7 separate regions of the Mus musculus genome follow, and regions 2, 3, 4, 5, 6 and 7 are each linked to region 1. A link is a contact called in public HiCAR-type and promoter capture Hi-C data. All regions are on one chromosome and are shown on one strand. Each heading gives the region's core, a stretch centred on a gene start, on an enhancer-like site or on the middle of the called end of the contact. The rest is flanking DNA. Distances are from core to core; before and after follow the strand shown.

Region 1 (2,729 bases), core at 152-2,651:
CAGGGCAAGTAGGGCTACACAGAGATACCCTGTCTCCATAATAATAATAATTCCAGCACAATTAAAAAATCTTGCTGGGAGGTGGCCTACATGGAGGTATTTCTTTTTATAAGTAAGAATATTATAATAGTAACAAATCATGTCTAAGGCCAAAACGCATATGACCAGGTACGGCTTATCACCTTTCCTGTAAGATAGTTATTTTCTAGGATTCTCATGAGCAAGATTAAAGCTCCACCAGCAGTAAAAGACTTGTCTTTTTATATTTTGGGGGTTTTTTTGGTTTTGTTTCTTCTTTGTTTGTTTTTGAGACAAGATTTCTCCATGAAGCCCTGGCTGTCCTGGGACTTGCTCTGTAGATCAGGTTGGCCTGGAACTCAGAGATCTGCCTGCCTCTGCCTCCTGAATGTTGGGATTAAAAGCATGTGCCACCACTGACCTGTAAAAAAAGACACATCTTAACCTCCTTGTGCAATGTTAGTGAACCATGGTTTTACCTGATCAAACTATAGTATTAGCCCAAAGCATCTCTCTTGAAACATGAACTACAACTTCTTAGTAAACTTAAACTCTGCCTTATATTGACTCAATTAGAAATTCTTCTAGGGTCATCAGTAATCCTGTCTTCTCAAAGGAACACTTCAGGCTGCTCCAGCAGCATAGCGTAGCTGTAGCTACAGATCCTATCTTACTACCACTAATATACTTCAGAGACTTTTTCCCTTAGAATAATCGCCAGAATCCTTACTCTGTTATTCTGATACTTGGACTTTCTTGAAAAGTCCTGAGAGCAAACTTATTTTCTTTTCTTAAATCTAACTGCTTTCTGCTACTTCTTTCTTTAAAAACTAAAGGGAGCCGGGCGGTGGTGGCGCACGCCTTTAGTCTCAGCACTTCGGAGGCTGAGGCAGGCGGATTTATGAGTTCGAGGCCAGCCTTGTCTACAGAGTGAGTTCCAGGACAGCAAGAGCTATACAGTGAAACCCTGTCTCGGAAAAAACAAAACAACAAAACAAAACTAAAGGGCTTAATCCTTAATTATGATTCTGGCTTAAATCAAGGAATGACTTGTACCAGAGGAAACCTACGAGACGATTTCCATTGGTTTCCCTGTTGCAATCCTTCATTAGACTGAAATATCGAGTTTCAAAAATCTAATATCTCGAAATACTCCAGGGGCTGTTAGGACCAAGCAAGAGAAGGGCGAGGGATCCTGAACTAGACTTTAGGAAAAACTCCATAGAAAGGGAGCACGTGAGGTCAGAAAGCCACACGCGCGACCTCTCAGTGAGCTTCGTGCCACCCAGCTTTCTCCGGTCATCCTGCTCCCCAAAAATGTGGGGCCGTTTCTCTCCGGGGCTTTGAATTCCCGAGCAGGGCTACAGGTCCCTTCCGCTCACTCCCTTGACAGCAGAGCGCCTTCTCTTCCCCCGAACAATCTCTGGGTTGCAGGAGAGCAGATGGGCCGCCAGAAGGTACCGGGGTGTCTCCCCTGCCTTTCCGCGGCGGGCCTCCTCACCTGTGGATAAAGATGCTCCATGAACTGCTCCCGGGAGACGCCCCGCAGCCGGGGTACCGGAAGACGCTGCTCAGCCATGGTGAAATTCACAGGCCTGGGAATTTGGACGAGTTCTTCCACGCGTGATTTCCCCTGGAAACACTACTCCGGAAGAAATGGTCCGCGTAGGTGACTGACCCCAGAGGGCGGCGGCTGGTTCGAAGTGCGCACGGCGGGGAGCCCGAGGGCTTCGGCCTGGGCTGAGGGCTAACACAGCCGAAATGAGAGGACTCACCCGAGGCGGCGGCAGCGAGGCGGCCTTGGCTCCACTTCTCCAACCCCGGCGAGCTGGTTTCCCTCCGGCCTGCTTTCAGTACTGCACAGGCATGCAGAGGTGAAAGGTCACAAACATGGCGCTGGCCGCCCGTCTCCTACCTCTGCCCCTGCTTTCCCGGCCGCTGCCCGGCCCGGTCACCCGACTCCGGACTCTCGGTAGCACCGAGGTGAGGCTGACGCTGACTGAAATTTGCTGCCTGTGCCGCCGTCGCCTGGGCTCAAGCGCGGCTCCGATCCCTCGCTACACTCGGGCCTGGACAAGCCCTGCGTTGCGTTCCTGGAGCTCCCGAAGATCCCTTCTCGGCCGGGTAGAACATCCTCCAGCCCTCGCTTCTTTACCCGCTAGTCCCAGCCGCAGCTACAGCACCGAGGAGCAGCCCCAGCAACGCCAGAGAACCAGAATGATCATTCTGGGATTTTCCAATCCCATCAACTGGGTCCGGACTCGAATTTACGCCTTCCTTATTTGGGCCTATTTCGACAAAGAGTTCAGTATCGCTGAGTTCTCTGAAGGGGCGAAGCAGGTTTGTTTGCTCCCCTAACTGACCTCTCTGCCTCGTGCATTCAGCGTTTCCGTGATCAAGTGTTTAGCCATGAAGTTTCTTCATTGCGACCCGTGGTATCCAACGATGGTAGTGACCTAGACACTGAATCTTTCGGCCACTTCAGGACTTTAATAAGCTTCTAAGTGTGTTCGCATGGTCGTCAGGGAGGAGGGGTTCATTCAAGAAACTAGGATGAAGGCCTAAGTTCAAAGCCTGTTTGTCAGTGCCACTCTAAAATTAGTTAATCCTTTGGGTATGATTTTTCCAGAATTAGAAGATTAGAGAAGACAGTGCCTGGCACACATAGTAGGCACTTCATAAGTATTTGTTAAGTAAATCGAATGGAGTAA
Region 2 (2,729 bases), core at 101-2,600, 3.0 Mb before region 1:
GGGCTACACAGAAAAAGCCTGTCATGAAAAACAAACCAACAAACAAAAATAGAATGTTATTACAATAAACATAAAAGCAATAAAAAGTAAAAAGCAAATAGTGTTTTTATCAAATCATTTTACTTAAGTGCTCATTTAAAGCCAGCAGTAACATACCTTCATTGGCGTCTTTGTCCTGGGATTTGGCAGAGTCAATTCCTGATGAGGATGGAACTTCGGAGTCATCTGGGTTTTCTTTGGGTGATGATTTTCCTTTTTCCTGAACACTCTGTGATTGGGAATTAAACAGTTCCAAAAACTAATTCAGATTTAATTCTCTCAGCCTTGAATAGGGCATTTGCCTTATCTTTATAAAAGTTGACCCTCCCCTATGATACGTGGAATCTAAATTTGAATAGTTTCAAAGTGTTCCAATGTACTTAAGTCTTTAGTTTATGTAAGTCATTTGCAAATACAAGTGGAATGATTTTAAATATTTTAATGTCATCAATCTAAGACTTTAAATAAACCATAGGGTTCATAGAAGTCTATGAGTCAAGAAAGAAATCATTAGCTAACTTCAAAAGGGTCAAGAGATCTTTATGTTGGTCCCTTGGCCTTCAAACAAATGAGAAACTATTTAAAGTTCAGATCTTTATTAAAATTTGAAAAAGTAACAGATATCCTCACTATCTGGTTAGTTAGGTTTACTTTTATGTCTAAGAAAAAAAATTACACGGAGACTCCTCAAAAATAGGCGCACCAGGGGTGCATGTAGCTTTGCGATGGGGAGCTTTGTCCAGCAGGCTGGAGGCCCTGAAGTTTGATCCCCAAGACCCCTATACAGACCACAAAAACAAAAGGCCTGGTTCCCACCACCGTCACAACCTAGTTGCAAGATAGGTTTAGAACTAATCAGATCACCCTGTCTGGCTCATCGACTTAACAGGTATTAGGGGGTCGGGGGAGGTTAGCGCCCACCAAGGCTGGCTTTCGGGTGGGGAGATGTCTTTAGAGGCTCTGAGTACTCGGGTGGGAGTGAAAATCGGAAATTTTGGAAGAGGTGAAAGCTGCTGGATCCCGGGCCCACCCTGGGCAACCCACGACTCGGTTTCGGGGAAAACAAGACCGAGGAGCACCGGGGGCCCAGCGGCTCACTTTCTTCTCTCGGGTTTTTCTCTCTTCTCTCCGCCTTTCGAACTCTTCAAAGGAGATTTTCCCTTCCAGGTAGTCGATAAGTTCCGGGCTGAACCCCGACATGTCTGCAGGGCCGACGCTGCGCAGCGGGCCAGGGAAGCTGCAGCACTCCCAGGCTCTGTAGGACGCCTAGGAGAGACCGGACCAGCGTCCGCCCTAGAAACCTTCCCGGCCTGCGCCGCGGCCGCGCACTCTGGTTCCGCCTGCGCTCTAGGCCCCAGGCCTCTTCCCACAGGCAAGGGAGTGTCCAAATGCATCTTTCAAGCGCCAGACTCCCTTAAACTACCAGCTAGAGGAGCCTTTTTTTTTTTTAAAGATGTATGTATTAGTTTGTTTGTTTGCTTGCTTGCTTATTTTATGTATAGGAGTACACTGTCTTCAGACACACCAGAAGAAGGCATCAGATCCCATTACAGATGGCTGTGAGCCACAATGTGGTTGCTGGGAATTGTACTTAGGACCTCCGGAAGAGCAGTCAGTGTTCTTAACCACTGAACCATCTCTACAGGAGACTTTTGATCTGGGGATGCAGCACAGTGGCAGAGCGTTTGCCTGGGTTTCTATCTCTAATGTCAATCAACTTTTATGTCCCAAGTATTCATAAACTTTTTTGTTGTTGTTTTGTTTTGTTTTTTGTTTTTCGAGACAGGGTTTCTCTGTGTAGCCCTGGCTGTCCTGGAACTCACTTTGTAGACCAGGCTGGCCTCGAACTCAGAAATCCGCCTGCCTCTGCCTCCCGAGTGCTGGGATTAAAGGCGTGCCCCACCACGCTCGGCTGCTCTCAAACTTTTAAAGGGATTCTAACTCTTCCCATAGGGCGTCTACTGTATATCTGTTACATACATCTCTCAAAATAATCCTTAGGAACCTATGAGAGGAAAAAAAGGGAGAGGTGTGGGGAGGGTAATAGAACACTTGTAACATGAAAAAGGGCAACACCTGAAGTGGAAAGACTTGAGGTGGGACTTGAGGGGAGAGAGATGGAAGAGAGGGGTCAAAGTGAGTGAGTGAGAGAGAGAGAGAGAGAGAGAGAGAGGGAGAGAGAGAGAGAGAGAGATTATTTTCAACTCCTAGGAGCTCTTGTGATTTGCATTTTATCTTGTATTATAACTATTTCTTTTTCTAGAGACATTACCTATAAACATCAAAGACATTAGTTTATGTGTCATTATTATAAACCTGACTAACCTAATAACATGTATTCAAAACACATTTGTGAGTAAAGTTAGATGAAACTACAAGAGCCTTTGGAACTTTGGGCAAAGTTGAGCTCAGCATAGTCCTGGGTCCAAAGACGAGAGTCTATCTTTGATCATCTTTATGATAATCCAAGCTAAGGAGATCTGTAGCAGGGTTGCAGAATCAGAGGTCAAGACCTGCAAGAGCAGGACTACCAGATAGCAGAAAACTATCTCAGTCACTGCGTTTCTCCTGAGGAGGGATCTTACACAGGCGTGAAAACATACATGAGCAGACGGAGTGTGTTGATGTTATCCCCAGAAACAACTATGAGGATTACTCCCCTGAAGTCTTCAGGGAGTTGGGGAACTGTG
Region 3 (2,729 bases), core at 168-2,667, 2.4 Mb before region 1:
GTTCTGTCCATTATCACGGCACGAAGCATGACAGTGTACAGTCAAACATGTCCTGGAGAAGCCAAGAGTTCTACATCTTGACTCAGAAGCAGGTGGGAAGAGATGCCCTTTTCCAGGCAGCCAGGAGGAGGGTCTCTTCTGCTCTGGCCAAAGCTTAAGCTTTGGACCTCAAAGCTCACTCCTACAGTGACTCACCTCCTCCAACAAGCCCAAACCTACTCCAACAATGCTACACTTCCTAATAGTACCACTTCCCATGGGCTAAGCATATTCAAACCACCACATACAAGTCACATAATTACCCGATAATGCAGTACACATTAGTTCTATCTTCCCTTTTGGAATATGAGCTATGTGAGGAGACAGACTCATTCACACCTCCAACATCTAGTAAGTCTTTCAAAATATATTATTGCCTATGTTTAACCAACAATCTCATTTATTCCTCAAGCTCTGCTAACCAAATGCAGCAGGCAGGATGGCCTACTGGGTAGAACTTGCTGTGCAAGTCTGATGACTCAAATTGAATCTCCAGGAACCCACATAAAGATGGAAGGTGAAGAGGTGACTTCACAAATGTGCCGTCTGACTTTCATAAGCCAAACACACATCACACACGTACATTCATATAGTAATAAAATATAATTCTATTTTTTAAAAAACTGTATTAGAGTCAGTGAGATGGCTAATCATTTAAAAAAAAACAATCGCTATGCAAGCCTGTTAAGTGAGTTCTTATTCCTTAGACCCACATGGGAAGACTCTGACCTTCACATATGCGTTTGTTACGTGTGCCCCTCCCTTATATGTAAGTCAGGACCTCATCCAATCCCTGAATGTGGCAAGCAAAATTGTTGCTTTGTATAGAATGAGAAAAACCTGGATCATAAAGGCAACACTACACCATATCTTGGCCACGTATGAAGAAGGCAGCTAGAACTGACAGGTCACTGGGCCTGTTCGGGGCGGTATGACCCGAAGTTGCTCTCTGAACAACACCTCAGGGTCAGCACAGCAGGTACCGTTTGAGATCGTCAATACACAGTAAAATCTGCCAGGCTCGGCAGCAGGAGCGAAAACACGCTGGGCCAGCGCTGGGTGGGGTGGGTGTGGGAGGCAGTTACATAATTAGCCAGCTCCTGGGCTTTCCTCCCCCGGCAGGGCGGCCCTCACGAGCCGAGCCTCGAGACTCGACCCCAAATAGCTCCAGGAAAAAACCCGGACCGTAGGTGAACCCAGGAGTTCGTCACGAAGATTACATAAGTGGCAGACTCCTGGCAGGAGCAGAGCGTGTCCCGGAGATCCGCGCCCCGATTGGCTGTCCCGAGGCGGCACTGGACACGTGCGTCAGCCTAGCGTCAGCGTGGCGTCATGGGGTTGGGAGGGACTTAGTGGGAAGAGGCGTGTCCAGCTGCTCAGAGGGCTCCCGGATTGGCTGAGAGGCGCAGGAGCCGTCCCTCCAGGCCGGCCTGAGGGCGGCGCCTCGTTCCGGGTGCCCGCGTTGGCTACCGGCTTCACAAAGATGATCATGGCAGCTCGGACCAGTCAGAGGGCCCTGGCGAGGGTGGCATCGGGGTGCCATCCGAAGTCGACCACCGTGACGGAAGCCCCGGCGCGGGGGTCTGCGCGCGACGTCAGGTAGCGAGCGGAGGTTTTCCGGGCGGCGGGTTCGGGACGGGCCTGTGGCCGGGGCGCTGACCCTAGTCGGCTCCGGAGACCCGGGGCGCGGCGCTCGGCCGGCTGGTCTGCGTGCACCTCATATTATCGGGGTGAGTCAGCGACGAGACGGCCGTGGGAGGACGGACAAGCAGCCGGGTCTCCGGCTCCCGCCCTTCCGGTCTCCAAGAGGTGGGCGGCGGCCGTCGGGAAAGTTTAACTGCGCCCGAGAGCGCCGGCTCCCGGGCCGTGGGAGTGCGTGTCCTGGCGGTGAACCGCTTGTCAGACGCTCTCTCACTTGCTGTGGAGTTCTTTGACCCCGGCCACTCAGCGCTTGCAAAATGAAACACAGCCAACAAAGAGGACCTGTTGTTTTTTTCACTACACTGTAACTTTGAGGTCCTGTAACCTTGAAGATGGCTCTGTCCTCGGTTTTCCTGCTTGGTCCTTTAGGTGGAGATGAACCTAGAGACCTGAAGGACACTATAAGTCTACAATGCAGTTTTCTATTACAAATAAGACTGTAATAAAGTATTCTCAAAAATTAAAATTAACTCAGAGTGGCGGCTCACACCTGTAATTTTAGCAATAAAGTCAAGTAAGTATCGCGGTGGGTTCAAGGCCAACCCGAACTACAAAGTGAGCCCCTGTCTCAGGACCAAAAGAAAAGAAAATTGGTATTTGAGATGAATCAATATGTATACATTACAGAGGAGAAAGTCCAACTCTTGCCTGGGTTTCAGAACATTTTGGTTGAATGAAGACTTTAAAATGTCAGCCAAGAGGCCAGGTCTGGTGCTTTGGAGGCCAGCCTGGTCTGTGTAGCTAGTTGCATATCAGCCAGAGCTACAAGGTAAGATTTGTCTCAAAAACAAACAGAAACTAGCAGCCATGCTTCATCTCCAAATCTTACACAAACATGTTGAAACTGTGAAATCGGGTAGTTTATCCTCAAAAGATAGCTTTTCAAGCAGGACATACTGCTTATATTACTGATTAAATGTTGCTTTGCTGCTTATGGTCCGAGGCTCATGCTCAGAAAGTCCATACCAGCCTCAGCCTGGGAAATACCA
Region 4 (2,729 bases), core at 163-2,662, 2.3 Mb before region 1:
CTGGGATTAAAGGCGCCACTCTGCCCCGCCGCAGCTCTTATGTTGGAACACTTGGTGTTCAGCTTGAGATTCGATTTGGAGGTTGTGTAATTCTAACCATGGCCCAGCTCTGAGAAGTGGCTCACTTTGGGCGGGTCTTGATGCAGATACCAGCTTCTGCCTCCAGCTTAAGACCTCTGTTTCTGAACCCCATGCTCTTGAAGTTATAAAGAGCACTTACCCAGTGTCCACAACTTCCTCACCAGGTGTCCCATGGTACTATAAACCAAAACAAACTTTTCTTGTTTGGAAAAAAAAAAGATTCTGGTAAAAATGCTGTGTTTTTTTTCTTATTTTGGGAAAGATTGAGAGAAGATTTAAGTCTTGCTCTGTAGCCCTGCCTGGCCTGGAACTCTCTATGTAGCCCATGCTGGCTTTGAATTCTAAACAATTCTTTTAACTGTTTTGCTTATTTACTTGCTTATTTATTTAATGTGTGTAAGCTTTTTACCTGCATGCGCCCAAGGGATTCAGAAAAAGGTGTGGGATCACCTGGGTTGGATTACACATGAACCCCTAAGCCTGGCCGGGCATGCCGTGTACTCCGTTGGTCCCAGCACTCAAAACAAATCTCTTAAATTCAAGGAACATCAGGGAGACGCTGTCTCCAAAAAAAGAAAACACAAAACCAAAACAACAACAAAAGAAAACACACAAAAAACATCACACTTAAAAACACGAGAAACTTGGAATTTTGTTAAGATACAGAATTCATAAAAGCCATCAAGGGCTATTCATTTCCTCCTGCTTCCGACTTGCAAAAATGTGAGTTTATTTTAACTCTAACACACAATAACAGATGTGCGCTTTCTATCTCATGATGGGCATTTTTTTTTTTAATTTAGCATTGAGTCTTTTATCTACGGAAACCAACTTGTCATTGAAAGAGTCCTTGGCTTTTCAGTAAGAGGACCCTAGAAGCAAGATTTATCAGTACCTCCTGTCTTCCCTTTAACCGACCCAGCCAATCTGATTCTAGATTGGGTTAATCCATGAAGATTCTATAAAAATTTACCAGATTATCTGGGGTGGAGAATTATGTTCTCATTTCGCTTTTCTGAGATGGTCACTATTGTGCAAACTGCCCTTCCAGTCTATAGACAGCTGAAGGACAAACACCCACAAGTGACGCAGGCTTGGGTCACCTGCACCACAGACCTTGGAAGCGGCTCTCTACCCCAGCTTCCGGTCGCATCTTCCTTTTCGGCCTCGGCGGAGCTCCGCCGGCTGTTCATTCTGTGCTCCTCCCTCCGCCGGAGCCGCGGGCTCGGCACTCTTCCCATGGTGCTCCGCGCGGGCGGCGGCTGTTCCGCAGGCTGCCGCCCCTCCCCGCCGCCGCAGCGCTGAGCCCCGCCGTGCCCCGCCCCCCGCGCAAGCTGCCGGCCCCCACATCCGGGTACCGACGCCAGCCGCCCAGACTCTGGCACTATGGTCATGGCGGAGGGGACGGCAGTGCTGAGGCGGAACAGGCCAGGCACCAAGGCGCAGGTATCGTCCCTACGGCTTTCCTGTCACAGAGTTGGCGGGGCCGAGCCGGGGCTCTCCTGCTGGCGGGACTCCGTCTAGGAGAGGCCAGGGCGAGCGGGTGGGGGCCGTGGCCGCGGTGGCTGGCCTGCGCTTCCGGAGCCGCGGCCCCGGAGGCAGCCGAGCCGGCGCCGGCCGCCCTGGAGGCCTGCTAGACGCAGGACCCCGCTGTGTTCGCCGAGGCCCGGGGCTGACGCTTGTCACCAGCGGCTGCTGCTGCGCTGCCTGCTGTGAGTGGCAGCTGACGGCGCCCGGGTGTGGGGTGGGCCAGCTGGGGACCAGGGGGCTGTCCCCGCGTCGGGACCGCCGGCGTCGAGGGCTGTAAACACTGCCCACCTCACCGGGAGCAAGCTTGGCCGGTGACGTACCTGCCGGTCGGCTCCATCCAGTTGGTCTAGCCGGATGCAGGTGGCACTAGTTTGCGTTATCCTCCTGTTGTTTGTCTTTGCCACCACTCCCTTCGGCTTCCCTGCAGCTGTTCTCTGGTCCAGCAAGTTTTCGGCACCAGGTTGTGACTTGTTACATGTCATTCCTTGCGTATATTCATGCTAATGCGCGTGGACAATAGTCGGAATGAACTGATTATATACATCAAAATAATAGTAGGGCACTATGGGGAGTAAATTGGTGCTTCTTAGGACTTGCAAACCAGGGATGCTTCACAGTAAAAAAGAACAGAAAAGAACGGAAAAGACCCCCCCCCCAAAAAAAAAAACCACCCACGTTGACATTCAAACTTGATAGGATTAATCAGCCTTTGGAAATGGGTTGAGTCGTTGAGTAGAAGTTCTAAAATCAAAAGAGATATGTTTAAAATGTAATTTTAGCAGGCTGTGTTCTTGTTGCTGCCCAGCCTGCTGCCTCTTACCGTGTACTGAGTAAACTTTTTCTGTTAAAATGTAATTTTTAGGGTCAAGTGGAAATCAAAATACTTAATGCTACTGAGTTTTAGAGAGTTACTGTTTTTCTTTTCTTTCTTTTGTCTTTCTTCTTTCTCTCTTCTCTCTCTTCTCTCTCTCTCTCTCTCTCTCTCTCTCAAGGGTTTCCCTGTGTAGCCTTGACTTTCCTGGAAGTAGCTCTGTAGACTAGGTTGGCCTCGAACTCCGAGATCCACCTGCCTCCCCCATACACACACATCCAATTTAGAGACTTGCTATTTATTATGG
Region 5 (2,729 bases), core at 135-2,634, 2.2 Mb before region 1:
TGCTGGGAATTGAACTTGGGTCCTCTGGAAGAGCAGCCAGTGCTTTTAACTGCTGAGCCATCTCTCCAGCCTCTCAGTTAAATTCTTAATGACTTGATATTTTAGTATCTAAGTAAGATAAGTAGAAAACCATGATTGTATTGTTAGTAATACTGTATTGTAGACATCCATTGACTGGTCAAGTTCATTTTGCAATAGAACTGACAGCCCTCAACCTCATGGTTAAGCTTTTAGTAAGGCAGGCTATGACGGCACATGCCTAGTTAACTCAGGAGGGTGAGGTAGGAAGATGAGAGTTCTAGGCCAGCTGGGGCTATGTGGCAAGCAGGATGGTCTCAGAACAAGGGACACGGGAAGCTGGGGCTCAGAGATGCTCAGTGCAAGCATTGGGGGTTTGAATTCAAGCTCCTAGGACTCACTTAAGAGCTGGGTTTAGTGCCACTGATCCCAGCACTGGGAGGCAAAGATCGTAGAGCCCTGTAGACAGCTCACTGCAGCTCAGGTGCCAAGATGCAGGTTCAGAGATGGAGACTGGGTATGGTGACGCACGCCTTTAATCCCAACACTCAGGAGGCAGAGGCAGGTGGGTCTCTGAGCTCAAGGCCAGCCTGGTCTACATAGAGACTTTCTAAGGCCAGCCTGGTCTACATAGAGACTTTCTAAGGCCAGCCTGGTCTACATAGAGACTTTCAGGACAATATGGAGATACATAGCTATCTCAAGTCCCCAAAGATGAAGGACTGCTAGAGGAAGACACCTGGCATTTACCTTTGGTTTTCACAGATAGACAAATGGGCAGGTACACATCCCATCTGCGTGTGTATACACCACATATACACCATTCGTACACACGTGATGTTTTTGTTTGTGTGTGTCCTTGGGCTTGGTGGCATGCCTTTACCTGCTGAACCGTCTTGCTGGCCCTTACTTTGTTTTAAGCATGAATTGCCTCTCAGGTTCTCCAGCTGCTCCCACTTGTATTCTGACCCAAAGTCTGCATGCTTGGACTACACTGTAACCCAGCCAGATACAGATTTGAGCCTTGGGCATTGGCAGACACTAATAGCAGCATTTAAGTTATCTCCCAAAATGGTGAAAGAAATTGGCTATATCCCTCAAACTGATCCTCAAACAGAGGATCCTCAAACAGAGGATTGGCTCTCCTGCTGTAGACAAGCCTCGGTGAATCCATTTTTTCTTGCTGTCTGTCTAGAGAACTGTTTCCATAAGAAATGCTGTGGACTGCTGGGCATTGTGGAATCTAAACTGAGCCTGAGTCAGAATGGTTTGGGCATTTCCAGTTCAGTGGGAAGGAACACTTTGAAGTGAACCCAATGATTGTGGGTGCATTGTAGGGTAACAGACCTCCAGAGCTTACTCATCTCTTGTGTCTGGAACTTTGTCAGTTGATGCATAAAACTGCACAGCTCGCCTTCTCTGGCTCTTGGTTACCATTCTACTCTGTTTCTATCCAATTTTAGAAACCTCATACCAGAGTGGGGTGTCTTCCTTAGTGAAGTTACGCAGCATTTGGGCTAGGTTCTTTGAACAAGCACTGCATCCTTCAAGCCCATCCACGTTATTGTAGACTGAGGGTCCCCCCTGCCCCCTTTCCCTTTATGTATGTATTTTGTGTACATGTGTGCCTGTGTGCCATGTGAATGCAGAGCACAGAAGAGGGCATCAGGTCTCTTGGACCTGGAGTTATTGATGGTTGTTAGAAACTGTGGGTGTGTGAACCCAATCCAGTGTCTAGGAGAGCAGTTCCCTTCGCTGCTGAACCATCTTCTGCCCTTTTTGTCAAGATCTTCATTTCAGTTGTCTTTAAAATGTCAGACGTAGGAATGTTGAATGTGTGGCGCTTCTGTTTTTAATGTTCAGAGAATCTCCACACTATTTTTATAGCTGCTGCAGCAATTTGCATCCCTACCAGTTGGGCAAAGTCTCCGTTTTCTCCACATTATCTCCATTTTGTGGATAGTAGTCATCCCTGCAGGAATGAGCAGCATCCATGAGCCTCGTTTCCCTGACGACACTGGACACTTTCTCTCACACCTCTTGGTTGTTCCTGCGTTGTCCTTGGATAAATGTCTCTTCTGCTCCTTAGCTAGTGTTTATTTCGCTTGTGCCATTGCATTGTTACTTACCTGTTTTGGAGAGTAACTTTTGCAAATATTTTTTTGCCATTCTTAGATTGTCTTCTTATGTTCCTTTGCTGTACAGAAGCTTTTCTTTAAAGAACAAACACACACACACACACACACACACACACACAAACCCCAAACCTTTGTGGGGCTAGAGAACTGGTACAGATTAATAGCACTGGCTGCTCTTCCAGAGCACCTGGGTTCAATGCCCAGCACCTACGTGGTGCCTCACAACTGTCCATGACTCTACGTTTAACACCATTTTCTGGCCTCTGTGTGCACCAGGCATGCACATGATGCACAGACCTACATGCCAACAAACTACACATATATTCACATATGTGTGAATCTTTAAACAAAAACATACTAGCACACATACATATGTGTGAATCGTTAAACAAAAACATACTAGCTTATGTGTGCGAATGGATGCGTGTATACTGAGAATCCCCTGCCCATCATGCATGTGTACAGCTCAGAAAACAACTTTGGGAGTGCGTTCTTTCCTACTAGGGTCCCAGGGATGGAACTCAGGTCGCCAGGCTTGGCAGCAAGTACATTATCCGTTGAATCCTCTCACTA
Region 6 (2,729 bases), core at 160-2,659, 2.2 Mb before region 1:
AGCACCCTGGTGGTTCTCTATCAAGACTCACTTAGTAGCTACATTTTTGTTTTCAAAAGAAACTGTCTGGAGTGGATTTATTCCCAGAAAGGAAAAATAACAAATAAAAACCAGAATAGTAGCAGAGAGCAGCTTGTGCACTCTGTAAAGCCTGGGTTTTTCCTTCCCCCTCAGCTGAATGGTAACCTGTACCTAAACTGGAAGAGACCTGGTTAACAGCTGTTAGTGTGAGTCGCAGTCCACAGGTGATCCTCCACAAGTGAGGTCACCGCCTGAAGGCAGCAACAGAAACACTCCACCTTTCCTTTTTCTCTTTGTAACTCAGGCTGCTCTGGAAGCCAGGGTCCCCCTGCCCTCAGCATCCTAAGTGCTCAAAGGTCGGAAGATGTGAGTCTGCATGCCTCACTCCAGTCTCACAATCTTTACCTGAAAAAAAGCGGAGTGGGTCCTTGACACCATATATTTAAATTAAATAAAGGCCACCTGGGTGTGCTGCTCTGATTTAATTCCAGCACTCAGAGGCACTGCTAGGCTGATCCCTGTGAGTTCAAGGCCAGTTTGGTCTAAAAAAAAAAAAAATCAACCTGTGCATCTCCTTTGGCACACCTCTATCTCTAAAAATATTTATATGAGTCATAGCAGTAGCAAAATTACAGTTTTGAAGTAGCAATGAAATAATTTTCTGGTTGGGGGCATCATAACATGAGGGACTGTATTAAGGAACTGCAGCATTAGGAGGGGTGAGAACCACAACAGCTAAGGCTACATAGTGAAACTGTTTTAAAAAACAAAACAAACGAAAACCCCACAAAACCAAAGACAATGACGACGATAACAACAACAACAACAACAAGAAAAGGACTTATAAGAATGTCAATGTGACTAAAAACTTTCAACAAAAAATTCTATCAATTTAGAATATTTATGGACATATAGATCTTCCCTGGTTTGGTCAATCTACATTTAGTGTTCAGTTTTTTAATTTATGCAGCTTTCAAAGTATACATTATTGTAATTTTCCCTCCATCTCTTTTCAAGTTATTTTTTCTTAAAAAAATAAAATAATTTTTTTGCTAACACCTCCATTCACAACTGAATGTGTCTACTTTTTTGGTTTTTTTTCATATTTTAAAAAAAGAAAATCTTTTTATTTCATCTGAAACTTTTGGAATTTACTTTCCACAGACCTGCTCCCCTAAGCAGTGACTAAAATACACGTATGCTTGCCATACCCTATTGCTACATTTGCGGTTAAACTTCTGTGCAGCCGAACTTCCTTTTGCTCCCTCTGGTCTGCTCTCCTGGCGCTTGGTTATGATCCTGTCTATTCTTGGTTGTCACTTTGACAGGATCTGGAACCGATTAACAGCCAAGTTGATGGCGCACCTGTGAAGCCTTTTCCTGCTCAGATTAACCCAAGTGAGAAGACCCACCCTAAAGGTGGGCGGTGCTTCTGGTGGCAGCCCCGCTAAAGGAAGCGGGAGGCACAAAGCTTTTTTTTTTTTTTGGCCTTCTGCCCTCTTGCCCTCCTGTGCTGCTTCAGTCCACCATGCTGGCAGCAAATTGCTGCTGCTAGTTTTGTCTGACATTAAAGCCCAGTTTCTTCAGCCTTCAAAAAGGGACTGAAGACTAGTGGTTTTCCAGAATCTTCCAGGCCTTCAGCATCCAGCTGAGACTGGTTAGGCATCCGGTCTTTGGAAGGAGCTGCTTCAGGGTATAAGGCAGCCCCAGTGTGAAGGGGGCCACTGCTCTCCTCCTTAGACTGCTACATAAACCAACCGGACAAGCCCTTCAGTGCACTCACTCTCATGCTCTTCCTCCATAGGGTCCTGGCTAATGCAGTTTAGTAATGGCTCACAGGCTCAACATTTTGAATTCCGTGGAATATGGCACCATTGGTTTCTTAATCTTCTGGATCCTCCTCTGTAGCCCAGACTGCCTGGAGCTCATGATGTAGCCCAGGCTGGCTTTGAACTCGTGTTGTAGCTGAGGATAGCCTTGCACTCATCGCCCCTCCCCTTGCACAGCCCCAGGATTACAGGCCTGTGCTACCATGCCTGGCTTCCCGGTGGTTTTCAGGTAAGAAAGGAAACTGTTTCTTAGCTGCCCCAGGAAGGCACTCTCAGTTCCTTCGACGCAGTACCTTGTCCATGAGTTCCTTTGCAGCGTCGTTTGCTTGTGCCTCACAAGTTAGTGGACACTCCTCCATCACAAGCCTTGCGCGCCTTTGTCCGCCTGCTGCAGAATGCTTGGGGCTGCAAGGAGAACAGGCATGGTCAGAGGCAAGCTGCTGCTTTCCAGCTATGTCCATAGGAAAGCCTTGAGCGGCTCAAAAGCAAGGTCAAGGCCATCACTTTGTTCCTTCATTCCTGATGCTTATCTCAGAGTGCTGCAGACACACAGAGATTTCTGTTACCTTGTATTTCCTTAATTTAAGCTTCCAGGGATTTGAATTCCTAATTTAAGGAGACTGCTGTTGGGCAGGAGCACAAGTAAGCACAGGAGCACGACAATCCTATTTAAATGCAGAGCAACACGTCTGTCTCTCCCTCTTTGTCTTTACTGAGCTCTAACTTTTGCCAGGTTGTAGCCACTGCTGAGCCTATCTAACACCAAAAGCAGGAAGGGCATTTATACACAGTTGATGGAATTTGTAATCAAGACATAGCATTACTACAGCATAAAAATGTCAAAAGTGTAAAAATGAAAGTGCTTAATAATGTTTGGAA
Region 7 (2,729 bases), core at 115-2,614, 2.2 Mb before region 1:
TCTCTCTCTCTCTCTCTCTCTCTCTCTCCAGGTGTACCCGGTTCAAGTAGGCAACACAGTGGATGGTGCACGCCTTTAATCCCAGCACCTGGGATGCAGAGGCAGGCAGATTTCTGAGTTCAAGGCCAACCTGGTCTACACAGTGAGTTTCAGGACAGCCAGGGCTAGACAGAGAAACCCTGTCTCAAAACAAAAAAAAACCCCAAAAAAAACCCAAAAAAATAAAACACAAACAAACAAACAAAAAACTCAACAAAACAAAAAAAAACCCAAACAAACCAAAAACAAAAACCAAACCCTCAGGGCACTATTACTCTTGGAAGAGAGGGAAGGACACAGCGCACAGATCTCAACTGCAGCTCATCTCTAACTTAAACACTAATGTGCACCACAGTCCATTGGTGAGCTAAGTAAAGCTTAGATTGCTGGTCTGAGATCCCAGTTTCTGCCTCAGCAGGTAGGGAATGGGCCTCAGATGTCTAAGTTCCTGGTGTGTCTCATGCTGCTTTGGGGACCATTCTTTGAGAATCACTAACAGTACTTAGGTTGGGTGAGGGTTTATAGGTGTTCCAATCTCATTTTAGTATGTGCATATATACACTGTTTAAATTAAATGGGGGTGGGGAGGCCAGTTGTGGATGAGAAAATATGCAGTGAGCCAAGGATTAATAATAAAAATTTGGGATTTTAAAATTCTCTCCTGCTAAAAATTAGGATTTCATTCTCAAAGCTCAGTCTTGGAAGAATTTCAAGACTATTAGAGGAGAAAATTGTGACTTGTTTTGTACAATAAAGCTGAAAGTTAATGTTTCCTTATCTGCACACCTGTGACTCCGCACTCCAGTCCCTGGATGAGTTCTCAAATCAATCCTTAAGGCTCAGCAACATGTTCAGACACGTCATTTCCTTTTCTGCCAGTGCTTATCGTTCCTTAAAGCGCTTTGTGAAATTATTTTCCTTTCTTTCAGATTTATTTAGATTCTGAGACAAACCTTAAATGGTTTTTCTATGTTGACTAGAGGATACCAAGAGGCCGGATTTGTGCCCTGCTTTGACAGTTAATGAGTTTGGAAAATACCTCAATATAAAAATCTTGCCAACAAGTTCAGTCCAGAACCGATCAGTTCAGTTCAGATCCAGAACAGATCTCAAAGAGTAAAACTGCACAACACCCGGGATACGCTCTTCTTTCCCCAACTGCCCTGACACGGAACCCACTAGCCGACTACTCAAAAACTCCCGCCGGCCACCCGCCCCTGCGCGCTGCAGGAAACCGGTGGAGGCGGGGGAGTTGCGGGCGGGGCCGCAGGAGTCAACGCTTGCCGTTCATTGGCTTCCGCGCCGGAAGCGGCGGTACCGTCCAGCTGCGCACGCGCCCTTTCCCGTGCTCGGGAACACCGCCTCCAGTGCTGGGGCCGGCTGTCACCATGCTGCGGCAGTGTGCTCGCTGGGTGTTGACGCGCACCCGGTTCGGCCGCGGCTGTCGCCGCTACGGTTCGTGCTCGCCGAGCGCTAGTGGCGACGCCGGGGAAGCGCGGGCCTACTTCACCACACCTATCTTCTACGTGAACGCCGCGCCGCACATCGGGCACCTGTACTCGGCGCTACTGGCCGACGCCCTGTGCCGCCACCGTCGTCTCCGAGTTCCCGGCTCTGCGTCCACGCGGTTTTCCACCGGCACGGATGAGCACGGCCTGAAGATCCAGCAGGCGGCAGCCACCGCCGGCTTGGCCCCGATCGAGCTGTGCGATCGAGTGTCTGCCCAGTTTTTGCAGCTTTTCCGGGAGGCTGACATCTCTTCCACGGACTTCATCCGCACCACGGAGGCTCGGCACCGAGTAGCGGTGCAGCATTTCTGGGGTGTGCTGGAGGCCCGGGGTCTGCTTTACAAAGGGATCTATGAAGGGTGGTATTGTGCCTCGGATGAGTGCTTCTTGCCGGAGGCCAAGGTTACTCGGCAGGTGGGTCCGTCCGGGGATCCCTGTCCCGTGTCTCTCGAGAGCGGACATCCTGTCTCCTGGACGAAGGAAGAAAATTACATTTTCAAGCTTTCTCAGTTTCGAGAACCACTCCAGCGGTGGCTTGGAAACAATCCTCAGGCAATCACACCGGAACCGTTCCACCAGGCAGTTCTTCAGTGGCTGGAGGAGGAGCTGCCCGACTTGTCCGTTTCTCGAAGGAGTAGCCATCTGCACTGGGGCATACCAGTTCCCGGGGACGACTCGCAGACCATCTACGTGTGGCTGGATGCCCTGGTCAACTACCTCACTGTAGTTGGCTACCCAGATGCAGATTTCAAGTCTTGGTGGCCAGCCACCTCTCATATCATAGGTAAGGACATTCTCAAATTTCATGCTATTTATTGGCCTGCCCTTCTCCTAGGGGCAGGATTGAGGCCACCACATCGCATCTATGTCCACTCGCACTGGACGGTGAGTGGCCAAAAAATGTCCAAAAGCTTGGGCAACGTGGTGGATCCCAGGACTTGCCTTGATCGCTATACTGTGGATGGCTTTCGCTACTTTCTCCTTCGGCAGGGCGTTCCCAATTGGGACTGCGATTACTATGATGAAAAGGTGGTTAAATTGCTGGACTCCGAGCTGGCAGATGCCTTAGGAGGGCTTTTAAACCGGTGCACTGCCTACAGAATAAATCCTTCTGGAACCTACCCATCTTTCTGTGCTGCCTGTTTCCCCAGTGAGCCAGGGTTAACGGGGCCGTCAGTTCGT

Evidence for each region. Promoter capture Hi-C pulls out the DNA fragments that hold promoters and counts their contacts. HiCAR-type assays count read pairs that join an accessible place to other places.
Region 2: a promoter capture Hi-C map of liver shows a contact between it and region 1, with 2.1 times the contacts expected there. The contact joins the promoter of Gtf3c3 here to the promoter of Maip1 in region 1. A contact is called at or near these places in 2 of 39 promoter capture datasets (hippocampal neurons and liver).
Region 3: a contact with region 1 is called in a HiCAR-type map of astrocytes, with 7 times the contacts expected there. The contact joins the promoter of Coq10b here to the promoter of Maip1 in region 1. A contact is called at or near these places in 7 of 39 promoter capture datasets (the 3T3-L1 cell line, the HPC-7 cell line, hippocampal neurons and 3 more) and 5 of 115 datasets of contacts at active chromatin or transcription factors (astrocytes, embryonic forebrain, epiblast stem cells and 2 more).
Region 4: a HiCAR-type map of astrocytes shows a contact between it and region 1, with 6 times the contacts expected there. The contact joins the promoter of Mob4 here to the promoter of Maip1 in region 1. A contact is called at or near these places in 6 of 39 promoter capture datasets (the C10 cell line, embryonic stem cells, hippocampal neurons and 2 more) and 2 of 115 datasets of contacts at active chromatin or transcription factors (astrocytes and embryonic forebrain).
Region 5: a promoter capture Hi-C map of hippocampal neurons shows a contact between it and region 1, with 6 times the contacts expected there. The contact joins the enhancer-like site here to the promoter of Maip1 in region 1. A contact is called at or near these places in 4 of 39 promoter capture datasets (the 3T3-L1 cell line, embryonic stem cells, hippocampal neurons and 1 more) and 1 of 115 datasets of contacts at active chromatin or transcription factors (embryonic forebrain).
Region 6: a contact with region 1 is called in a promoter capture Hi-C map of neutrophils, with 5 times the contacts expected there. The contact joins the enhancer-like site here to the promoter of Maip1 in region 1. A contact is called at or near these places in 8 of 39 promoter capture datasets (the 3T3-L1 cell line, embryonic stem cells, liver and 2 more), 2 of 115 datasets of contacts at active chromatin or transcription factors (embryonic forebrain and pro-B cells) and 1 of 9 other capture datasets (embryonic stem cells).
Region 7: a contact with region 1 is called in a promoter capture Hi-C map of hippocampal neurons, with 14 times the contacts expected there. The contact joins the promoter of Mars2 here to the promoter of Maip1 in region 1. A contact is called at or near these places in 17 of 39 promoter capture datasets (the 3T3-L1 cell line, 3T3-L1-derived adipocytes, the C10 cell line and 10 more), 4 of 484 Hi-C or Micro-C datasets (3T3-L1-derived adipocytes, LSK cells, cortical neurons and 1 more), 4 of 115 datasets of contacts at active chromatin or transcription factors (embryonic forebrain, embryonic hindbrain, embryonic limb bud and 1 more) and 2 of 9 other capture datasets (adipose tissue and liver).

The regions. Positions count from the first base shown.
Region 1 is chr1:57,404,865-57,407,593 of GRCm38.p6, forward strand. It overlaps Maip1 (matrix AAA peptidase interacting protein 1), which reads left to right and starts at 1,402. Exons shown (of 5, transcript NM_001081181.3): 1 at 1,402-2,358. The coding sequence starts at 1,909. Tyw5 (tRNA-yW synthesizing protein 5) reads right to left here and starts at 1,810. Exons shown (of 8, transcript NM_001037742.2): 1 at 1,520-1,810. The coding sequence starts at 1,597.
Region 2 is chr1:54,437,676-54,440,404 of GRCm38.p6, forward strand. Gtf3c3 (general transcription factor IIIC, polypeptide 3) reads right to left here and starts at 1,351. Exons shown (of 18, transcript NM_001033194.3): 1 at 1,138-1,351; 2 at 157-268. The coding sequence starts at 1,239.
Region 3 is chr1:55,051,353-55,054,081 of GRCm38.p6, forward strand. It overlaps Coq10b (coenzyme Q10B), which reads left to right and starts at 1,418. Exons shown (of 5, transcript NM_001039710.1): 1 at 1,418-1,638. The coding sequence starts at 1,523.
Region 4 is chr1:55,129,833-55,132,561 of GRCm38.p6, forward strand. Mob4 (MOB family member 4, phocein) reads left to right here and starts at 1,413. Exons shown (of 8, transcript NM_025283.3): 1 at 1,413-1,527. The coding sequence starts at 1,468.
Region 5 is chr1:55,157,062-55,159,790 of GRCm38.p6, forward strand. No RefSeq gene overlaps it. Among named protein-coding and RNA genes, the nearest start is that of Mob4, 27 kb to the left of the region's middle. Within about 2 kb of position 1,385, at least 8 of the 459 cell types and tissues checked have an H3K27ac peak or open chromatin away from gene starts, as enhancers often do. A contact at or near this core is called in hippocampal neurons, where this site is marked.
Region 6 is chr1:55,209,007-55,211,735 of GRCm38.p6, forward strand. It overlaps Rftn2 (raftlin family member 2), which reads right to left. Exons shown (of 9, transcript NM_028713.1): 3 at 2,144-2,255. It overlaps Gm51743 (a long non-coding RNA gene), which reads left to right. Exons shown (of 3, transcript XR_003948664.1): 3 at 1,826-2,150. Among named protein-coding and RNA genes, the nearest start is that of Gm51743, 8.4 kb to the left of the region's middle. Within about 2 kb of position 1,410, at least 119 of the 459 cell types and tissues checked have an H3K27ac peak or open chromatin away from gene starts, as enhancers often do. A contact at or near this core is called in neutrophils and pro-B cells, where this site is marked.
Region 7 is chr1:55,235,813-55,238,541 of GRCm38.p6, forward strand. It overlaps Mars2 (methionine-tRNA synthetase 2 (mitochondrial)), which reads left to right and starts at 1,365. Exons shown (of 1, transcript NM_175439.3): 1 at 1,365-2,729. The coding sequence starts at 1,428.